Regions from separate parts of the Mus musculus genome. Here region 2 is linked to region 1. Evidence: chromatin contacts called from public promoter capture Hi-C data. All regions are on one chromosome and are shown on one strand. The core of a region is the stretch at or near the end of the contact, and the rest is flanking DNA. Distances in the headings are between cores, read along the strand shown.

The links. Capture Hi-C pulls out chosen DNA fragments and counts their contacts.
Region 2: a promoter capture Hi-C map of liver shows a contact between it and region 1. The contact joins two enhancer-like sites. A contact is called at or near these places in 1 of 39 promoter capture datasets (embryonic stem cells), 3 of 15 datasets of contacts at CTCF or cohesin (embryonic stem cells and pro-B cells), 16 of 484 Hi-C or Micro-C datasets (8-cell embryo, the AML12 cell line, the G1E-ER4 cell line and 6 more), 17 of 115 datasets of contacts at active chromatin or transcription factors (cardiomyocytes, embryonic hindbrain, embryonic midbrain and 7 more) and 3 of 9 other capture datasets (adipose tissue, liver and pancreatic islet).

The regions. Positions count from the first base shown.
Region 1 is chr4:139,517,758-139,522,399 of GRCm38.p6, reverse strand. No RefSeq gene overlaps it. Among named protein-coding and RNA genes, the nearest start is that of Iffo2, 55 kb to the left of the region's middle. Within about 2 kb of position 3,034, at least 3 of the 459 cell types and tissues checked have an H3K27ac peak or open chromatin away from gene starts, as enhancers often do. A contact at or near this core is called in hepatocytes and liver, where this site is marked.
Region 2 is chr4:139,596,892-139,601,498 of GRCm38.p6, reverse strand. All of the region lies in intron 1 of Iffo2 (intermediate filament family orphan 2), which reads right to left. Among named protein-coding and RNA genes, the nearest start is that of Aldh4a1, 24 kb to the left of the region's middle. RefSeq lists an enhancer at 163-4,058. Within about 2 kb of position 2,403, at least 322 of the 459 cell types and tissues checked have an H3K27ac peak or open chromatin away from gene starts, as enhancers often do. A contact at or near this core is called in hepatocytes and liver, where this site is marked.

The DNA.
Region 1 (4,642 bases), core at 1,785-4,284:
CCAAGCATCCCCCTTCTGAGAATCTTCCAGACCCCCGACCCCCGGGGAATGTAGGATTTCCTTCTCTGAGCAAGGTGTGCTCTGAGCAAGGTGCGCCCACACACAGGCTGGCCAAATATCAGTCTCTGGACTCCAGGGATGGGTTAAGAATACATGGAAAGGAAACCAGGCCAGCAGACGGGCAGGTACCTGCCTCCGCTCACTGACCACATGTGCACGGTGCCAGCCCGGGTGGAGCTGGGTGCCAGTGGGAACCCAACAGGCCAGGCAAGAAGGTGCTTGTCTGAGCCCCAAGCCAAGGGTGACCTCATCGCTGAGTCAGCCTCCCAAACATGAAGGGTGGGGGGCAGGGGTCCACCCTGCCAGAAGGGGTGGCACCTGGGACGCTGTTAACAAGCAAGGTGCCTGCTTGGGGACCGAGTTGTTGAGTCAGGGCTCGGGCAACGCCTTGACCTTCTAAGGGCACCACCATCCTCTTACCTGGCTCATCACTCATTAAGAGAAGGAAAAAAAAGGCAAGCCACGCGAGGGAGAAGGCCAGAACCTGGAGCTGGCCCTGCTTCTCAGAGGCAGTTAGTGCTCATTCGGAAAAAATGACGATGACACCATCCCAGGCAGAGCCAAAACAGGAGCCCCAGGTGTGTGCCAGGTGGAATGCCAAGACCCAGCCTACCTCTCCCCACAGTACCGTGCCGGGGACCCCACCTGTTCAGGCCTCAAGCATACCTATCCCTTTATGGGTATCAGGGAGAGCATTCATGAAGCCTCCGTGTCTCCCAGGAGGATCTGGGTTGTGCTATGTTACCAAGATCCTGGACCCGGGTGAAGCTGGCATGCAGGTTTTCCCCAGCCCTGCCCGATGAACTCTTGTTTATCAGTTGGTCACAGAACGTCAACTGTCCCAAGCCACGGAAGAACTACAAAGTGGCTGCCAGCGACCCAGCCCTTCTCAATCCCATCACGAGTGAGCGTCAATGCCACCAAGCAGAGAGATGTCACAGCTCCTCAGTGCCATCCTTGTGGAGAAAGAGACCCTGTCGGTTGTCACTCTCAGGCAATGACTGCCCCATGGGGGCCCCCACTGAGGGCGAATAGGCAGAGGGAGCTGAGTTACTGCTGTGGTCACTGGGTGCTCACCACTCAGTGTGGCATCGGGCAGAGTCCCTCTCTCAAAGCCACCTTGGGTACCCCCAGCCCTCAAAGCAGTGTAGGACGGGTCTGCCAGCTGTCAGGTCCTGAGGGTTCACCCTGATACCGGCAAAAGGGTTCCTGGGATACGGGAGGCCTCAGCAGCTGGTCTACTTGCCAGGGAGAGAGAGAACTGATGCAAATCGGGTGTCTCTTAACACCCACTGTGCTGAGCCAAAAACCAAAAGGGACCCATCCAGCCACAGGGTTTATGGGAGGGTGTGTTTCTGAGAAATGTCCGACTACGGGGTCCTACTGTCCAGATCACCCCCAGAGTGTCCTGAGGTAGGGATGGAGAGAGCCCTCTATAAAGAATCAGGTTAAAGGAGGCCATGGGTGTGGGATGTGACTCGGTTGACAGAGTGCTTGGCTGGCAGACCTAAAGCCCTGGGTTGGATCTCTCAGCATGGAGTAACTGTGTGTTAGTGCCGCTGCCATCCTGGCACTAGGGAGGGGGATGCAGGAGGACCAAGAGTTCAAGGTTACCCATGGCGATGGAGTGACTTTAAGTTTAGGCCTGGGCTACATGAGACCTCCTCTTATAGATATATAAAGAGAGAAAGAGAGAGAGAGAGAGAGAGAGAGAGAGAGAGAGAGAGAGAGAGATAACTTGGGTGTAATCCCAACTCAAGACAACAGGGATTCTGCTAAAAGGGGGAAATCTGGACACAGCATGTTCAGAGCAAAGGCCACAGGATACCTGTGTGGTAGCCAGGGCAAGAGAATGCTCTTGGCAGCCAGAAGCCAAGAGAAAGGCCACAGCCATGTCCTTTGGGGCTTTTGATGACACCAACCTACCAAAGTGTGGATCTTAGCCCTGGTCTACCCAAGGAGGAGTGCAGAAGTCTCCAATTTAAGTTGCCCAACAATGGTGCTTTGTTCAGGCACACACACACAAAGTCACCTCCAGCCGCTTACCAAGCGAGCTGACGGGTGTGTGACCGCCGATCATGTGGGCTCAGAAGGATCAGGTTTGGTTTAATGTCTGTTTGCCAGCTTTCCACCCTCAGGGGCTCCTCGGTGAGGGATCCTCATGTTCATCTTGCACAGGACCCACTGCTGAGGGTTTGAGTGGTAAGAGCTCCCAGGCAGGCCACTGCCTCAGGTCCTGTGCTTCCCCAATCACTAAGGCCCAACTTGGGGGCTAAGTTGAGCATTCATTAGGAGTTAGCCTAGCCAGGCTATGACCCCAGGCTGTGACCCTGGGGCTCTGGTCTGACATCTTGCTGTCTGACCTCAAGGATCTGCTTGGGATAAAATATCCCACCGTGGCTCTCATATCAGGGCTCTTGGGCAAGGACCTTGCCAAACCCAAATCCCCCTAGCTTTAGCCCAGCCCCAGGTTCAACACGGGAGTGTGAAGCAAGGGTTGGGGGTCCCCAGGAGCCTTGAGTCTTAGTCACCTCCTAGGCTCTTTGCTTTTGTTTGGTCCAGGTCTGGTTATATATGGCTTGTGTTGATGCTTTCCTGAAGTTACCTGCCCCCACCGAATAGACTTTGGTTCCCTGCGGGAACTTGCAGTTTCTATTTATTGATTCTTCTAAAAGGTTAGCCAACAACCCCTCTGGGAGGCTGGCAGACCACCTAGGCGGAGTCTTCTGGGAGGGTCTTGTTGCTGCAGCTCAGGAAGGGGATGAGGTTACTCTCTGGTAACCTGGTGGTTGGGAGGAAATGCTGGACTGGGAGAGACAGGGGTGGAGGCCGGAAGGGGGCCTGTTTCTCAGGGAGCCCTCCTGCCAACAGTTGTGTTTGGATAATACAGTAACTCCCGGGTAACAAAACCAGGGCCAGATCAGCAGATAAAAACAAAAGCCAGGATAATTGAGGCCTTGCAGGTAATCCCTCAACTTGACCTTAGCTTCCACTTTTCCGGCCAGTGCCAGCGATGATGTGATACAGTGTTCACGGGCAAAGCTAGGGAGCCCACAGAAAGTGATCTGGGGACAAGCAAGATGGCTGAGCCACCGAGCCAGATGACCTGAGTTCAGTCCTTGAGACCCACCTGATTTCCATATTCTGATCTCAGTAGCATCAATCTTCTCCCTCAATACGCAGAAATAAGAAAAGAAATGGAACTTTTTTTTGTCAATAAAGAGACTGGATGTTTTTGATGGACCTGAGGAGGGTAGGGCCAGCTGTACCTCCTGGGAACAATGTCGTGACCACTGTCCGGGCTTCCCTTTCTCAACCCCCTCCACTCAGCTGATCCCCCCTCACACCTCCCCCCAGTGCTCTGGAACACGCCTATGGGAGCTATCTATCTTTGAGGTGTGCTGGGTACCTCATCTGGGTCTTCCTGACTGCCTGCCTGCCTGGCGTTTCGCTAGAGCTGGGGTCTTTGGGTTAAATATTTGGCCTCTGTACCTTGTTTAGGGCCTGGCCCAGAAATGAGGTATGTGCAGAATCTTTCTGGGAAGGGGCACTCTTTGGAGATGGAACATTGAAAAATCAGTGAGGAGGTCCTGGCCAGAGGTGGCATGGCTGGAGGTGGCATGGCAGGAGGTGGCATGGCTGGCCCCATGAATCTAACAAGCAGGTCAGGCTAGATGGTGGGCAAGTGATTCTTGCTCTTCTTCAGCCCTGGGCCTCTACCTCTTGGCACACACACATACATACACACACACACACACACACACACACCTCTTGGCAACAGTCAGGGAAGGTCATTGGTAGTCTGCGTGGCTGTTTTGGGCATACTCCTGACATGGGCTCCATGGTACCATCAACTCCCCTCCCCGTCCCACGGAGCAGCTCAGACCAGCCAGAAGTGACGATGAGAGATGAAGTGGCTGAGGATCTCAAAAGGGGAAATGGGGAGAAGAAGCCTGAGGAGCCAGTCGGGCTGCCTAGGGACCGTCAGAAGACTCAGTCGGGCTGCCTAGGGACCGTCAGAGGACTCAGGCTTGCCTCACAGTCGGGGATGTGAAGCAGCTGCAGGTTAGCCTCCAGCCTGGGTCTCAAGATTCTCGTGGTTTTATCCTCTCCTGGCTCTTTCTATGTGTGTTTTTTCTGCAGTGGAAGAAGAGAGAGGGTCGTGTGAGGTAAATGGAGGCTACCTGACCACCTTGCCACCTCGTCCTTGGGGCCCTCGTTGTTCCAGCTAAGAAGCACACTACACAGCAGATCTTCTCTACAAGGTCTCGAGTCTTCCCAGGTCAATGAACCTCACAAGTGTGTGCACTGCACAGGGACATGGGGACTAAGAGAAGGGAGGAGGGAGGGGAGACCTGGGGGCCCCCCAGAACACTGAGTTGGGATTGTTGCTCTGAGATCGTCCCCCAGGCCCTGCCCCCATTCAATCTTTCAGTTACTACGTACAATGGCAGTGCAGTGCAGTGGTCAACCATCCCAGAGATCCAGGCCAAAGAGAAGCAAGCTGGCCCATTGGGTAGCTCGCCTCTGCTGAGACCAGCGACCCAGTGTGATCAAAGCGGGGTTTGCTGATGCATCACGG
Region 2 (4,607 bases), core at 1,154-3,653, 80 kb before region 1:
AGGCTTGCCTACCCACCCATGCTTGTCTCTGGATCGCTCTGTTGGCAGATGCTGTCCGGGTCTCCCATACAAGACATACTCCCTCAGACACACGTTGGCTTTCACATGAATTACTAAGCCTTTCAGGGTTTTTTTTGTTTTTGTTTTTTTGGGTTTTGTTTTGTTTTGTTTCGAGACAGGGCTGTGTGTAGCCCTGGCTGTCCTGGAACTCACTCTGTAGACCAGGCTGGCCTCGAACTCAGAAATTCACCTGCCTCTGCCTCCCAAGTGCTGGGATTAAAGGCGTGCGCCACCACGCCCAGCGCCTTTCAGGTTTTTATCCAGAACTACTTGGCTGGTGACAGAGCTGGGGTTCAGAGAAATGATGTAACTTTTCCAAAGTCACACAGCTGGGAATAAGGAGCTGGGACCTGAACCTCGCTCAGCGCCTAGTTCCTGCAGGCAAACCACTCGGCCATCTTGCCCCCACATAAAACCCAATGCAGCAAGTCTGAGGAGGCAGACAGCTCCCAGGTGGTGCAAACCTACCTATGACTCTGTGTATCCACACTATGCAGTGTCTCCACCTCCCGGCTCCCCTCCCTCTCACCCCAGACCCTGCATCTAATTCCATCGCGTTTCTCAGGCTGCATCCTGAAGATGAGTTTGCAGGAATAATTTCCTGAGTCTTTTACTTCCAAAGCTGGAGTAGGTGTGCATCTGGTTCTCTGCCCCACAGGAGACAAAAAAAAAAAAAAAAAACCAGACCCTGAATGTGGGCAGCAGCTGGCTACACAGATTGAGCCCACTGCCCCGAAGAGATGCCCTTCCCAGGGGTGGCAGCAGAAAAATCTGGCACAGCTGGCTGCCACGTTGACAGTGCAGAAATCTCTGCCCTTCAGCCACTGGCTGCCTGGGTTATCAGGGGACAGGCAGGTGGTATATCTTCCCCAGGATCCAGCTTCACCGAAATCCTGAAAGCCTTTGTTCCCAAGACTCCTATCAGGATGTGGCTCTGAGCTAGACCAGGGGGCTGGGGTCACCTTCAAGAGACCACCTGTGAGCAGATGGGTGGTTGGTTCTATTTTGTCCTGACACTCAGTTCGTCTGACTTCTAAGTGTGGTGTGGCAGATGCAAGAACCGGAGAGGAAGGTGTGTTCTTATACTGGGAGCGTTTAATCCCCCAAGGACTGCTCCCATGTTGAAGATGAGGAAGAATGTTAGCCTCCAGGCAAGGGTTAGCCTGCTCCTCTTCCTCCTCCTCCGAGGCTTTTCTCTCTCAGAATGCCGCCACAGATTTAAGGCAGACTGAGGGACCAGGATATATCCTCTCAGATGGCCTGGGCATCAATACCGCTCAGAGCTCTCTTCTAAGAATGAAGCCAGGGATAACGATAGGGCTCTAAGTGAGGCCACCTCCACCCTCTTCACCATGCCAGCATCTGAGGGCAGCCTCACCTTGCTCTGAGCACCCTGGGCCCTGGTTAGATGAAGCAAGGAGGGATTAGAGAAAAGAAGATCTCTGCAAAGGGAGAGCTGAGTCTACAGCTAGAGGCCAGCCTTGCGATCTCTTCTTGGTAGGAGTGTGATAGTCAACGATTGGAACGGGAATCCGTTCTCTCCACCATGTGGGGTATGTGGTGGCAAAACGCCTTTCCCTGCTGAGCCATCTTGCTGACCCTTATTAAATGAAAGGGCATGGGTTAGATGGGTAGACCAGAAGATGAATAGGTAGATGGATAGGTGGGTATGAAGGTGAATGGGGGCAGTGTGTGTGTGTGTGTGTGTGTGTGTGTGTGTGTGTGTGTGTGTGTGTGTGTGTGTGTGTGTGTGTATGAATGGGAGAGGGGATGAATGGGGCTGGGGGCAGGAATGAATGAAATGATCCACACTCAGGCCCCTTCCTTCGGCCTGAGCCCTACCCCAGGGTCTTATCTTTATCTCCCAGGCTGAGGAATCCACAACCAAATTCCCAGCACAACCAGGCTCTCTCTACAGCCACTGGGCTCAGACATCCCTCCTGGGGGAGGGGCAAAATACAGCCAGGACAGGAAGCTTGCAGGAGAAAGAGAAGCCTTCCCCTCCCACGACTTACAACCTTTCAAGGCCTGGAGGGGAGGCAGGGACATTAGACAATCAATGCAGAGAGAGGAAATGACCCCACAAAGGAGCCCCACCACCACCTCGGCGGCGGAAGAGGCACATGTGGGAGCCTGGCAGCTGGAGGGGGAGGTGGCAGCCTCGTCACAGCCAGATGTGGCCTCTCAGCATTCCAGAGGAGCCAGCGCTAGGACCACGTGACAGATGAGAAATCTCGGCTGACCACTGGGGGTGGGGTGGGGGAGGCAGCTTTAAAGCCAGCCTAGTCCGAGCTGCTGGAACCAGGCCAGTAGTTCTGCCTCTTGCATGAGCTCAAAATGACACACAGAAGCAGGAAGAAGCCCACAAAGTCTAGCTACGGAGAAACGGAAACCCAATCTGAAGCCGCTGACAGAGGGGCTGACTCATGGGTCTTTCATATCCTGTGCAGTCAGAGAAAGGCTCAAAGGCCCCAGAAGAAAGTGGGTGCAGCCCCAGCAAATAATTAGAGCATCACAGACAACCCCGGGCCCATGGGGAGTCCATCCCAGAGTCCCCAGACTGTACAGACAGAAGCAGAAATGAAGACATTCAGAAAGGAGACACTTTTATGCCCCCCTTGATTTGACTATCAGACTACGGAAACAATGAACCTCAAGAAATGGAACCCCCCCCCCCCCAAGGAATCTCATAACAGCGCAAGGGAAAAGGCGACAGCCAAAAGGGAACCTGGTCTCCTGGAAAAGGATTCCACACAGTTTTAACCAATGAGGGTGAAGCCAGACGATGATAGGTCAGTGGCGGGGCAGAACCGCACTCTGTCCAAGGCTGGATAGATGCTCAAACCCATGGCTATTTAAACACTTCCCCTCGCTTCGAGCCCCCAAGAGTGACTTGAGGGGGTCATTGTCCCTCTCCCCAGTGTGGCCACACTGAGAACGTCTTCCTCTCTCACACTATTAATCTGGCTGTTTTAATTAGCTGCTCAAGAATGGCTTCTTCGGGTATAGACAGCGACTCCAAGTTTGGTAACATTCCAACGCCTGTTCCCACATCCCCCGGCTGTGATATCCCAGGCGAACTCATCGCCCTTTGTGAGTTGCTTTTCTATATTCCCCATTTCTGAAGATAGTTGTGGGAACCACTCTGCAAGTAGAGGAAGAGGAGGGTGAAGAAGACCCCAGCGCCGAGACAGGGCTGAGCATCGGATCCTGCACTTCAGCTCAGTCTAGCTCCAAGTGCAGGCCAGGCAGGCAAGGGCGCTGGGCGGGAGCCTCAGGGTGGGGTGGGGGTGGGACAACAAGAATGGTCCCGCCTGGCAGCAGGCACGCCCAGGCCGACTCACTCAGGTGATGGGAAACAGGCGCAGGTGAGGCTGGGCTGGAGCCCTCAGTGGAAAACTTCACTCTGGGCCAAGCGTGGGCCGGGGCCTGGCCCTGGCCCTGGGTGGGGGTGGACGGCAGCTTCCTTTCCTGTGGTCTGCCTAAGCCTTCTCTGTTCCAGCCCACTCACCAAGGGGAAGTCATCCCACTACCCTGGGGCAGGACCAGGTATGGGCAGACAAGGGGCTTCCAGCAGAGCAGAGGTTCAGCCAAAGGCCCTTATGTGCTAGACAGGAGCGTCAGCAGAGACCAACCAGGGAGCCTTGGGCCACACAGCCCAGGGCTGGTTCTTCTGGGAGGGCCCAGATCCTCACTGGCTTCTCTGCACCTTCCAAAGGGGCTCAGTAACCTTGACTGAGTCTACATCTTCACTCTACACCACACCCATTCGTTTGTTCTGTACTGCAGCCCCTCTGAGTCTGCAACAGAATACAGAAATGATGAGGGAGTAGGGCGGGGGTGGGGGGTAGGGCACCTTGACAACCCAGGGCACCACCAACCACCAGCCCATGCCTCAGGAAGCTAAAGGCTGAGCCACAAACCCAGAAAGCACTCCCCCCCCCTTCCTCTCCCCGTTTCTTCCTTCCCGGGACTTCCAGCACATAGGCAGTGAAGGTGACAGCCAGGGACCTCAAGTGAACCCACCCGCTACGGAAGGAAGCCCTGCACTCCCATGCTCCTACCCACCTGTGCCTGCCTGGGCCTTCTGGGTACCACCCCACCTTACCACCTCTTTGGGACGCTGCCATGCAGACATGCCCACTAGGACTGCCCAGCTGTACTCCGCTGCTCAGAAGGAAACACAAATTAAATGCCAGCTGATTGTCTCCACGGAGGAGGTATTAATTTAATGTGAACACTTAACCCAGGCGGCCGATCCCATTACAGGCGATAATAGCTGGAGCAGGCCAGAGCCCAGACAGCAGGCTGGTAATGGGGCTGGATTTTAAGGAACCCTCCACACCCAGAACAGTCCTGCACCAGCACACTGCTGGGCCATCACACACAGAGAGGCCTATTCACCATCTGACCCATCTTGCAAGGCTCCTGGGCAGAGGGTAGGCTGGGTTGCCAGCCACAGGGGTGGGGGGAGGGGTACGGAGTCAGGAGATGCTTGAGTAGCAACTGTGGCGAATTCACTGCGTAATCTGGGCAAGTCTCTTCTC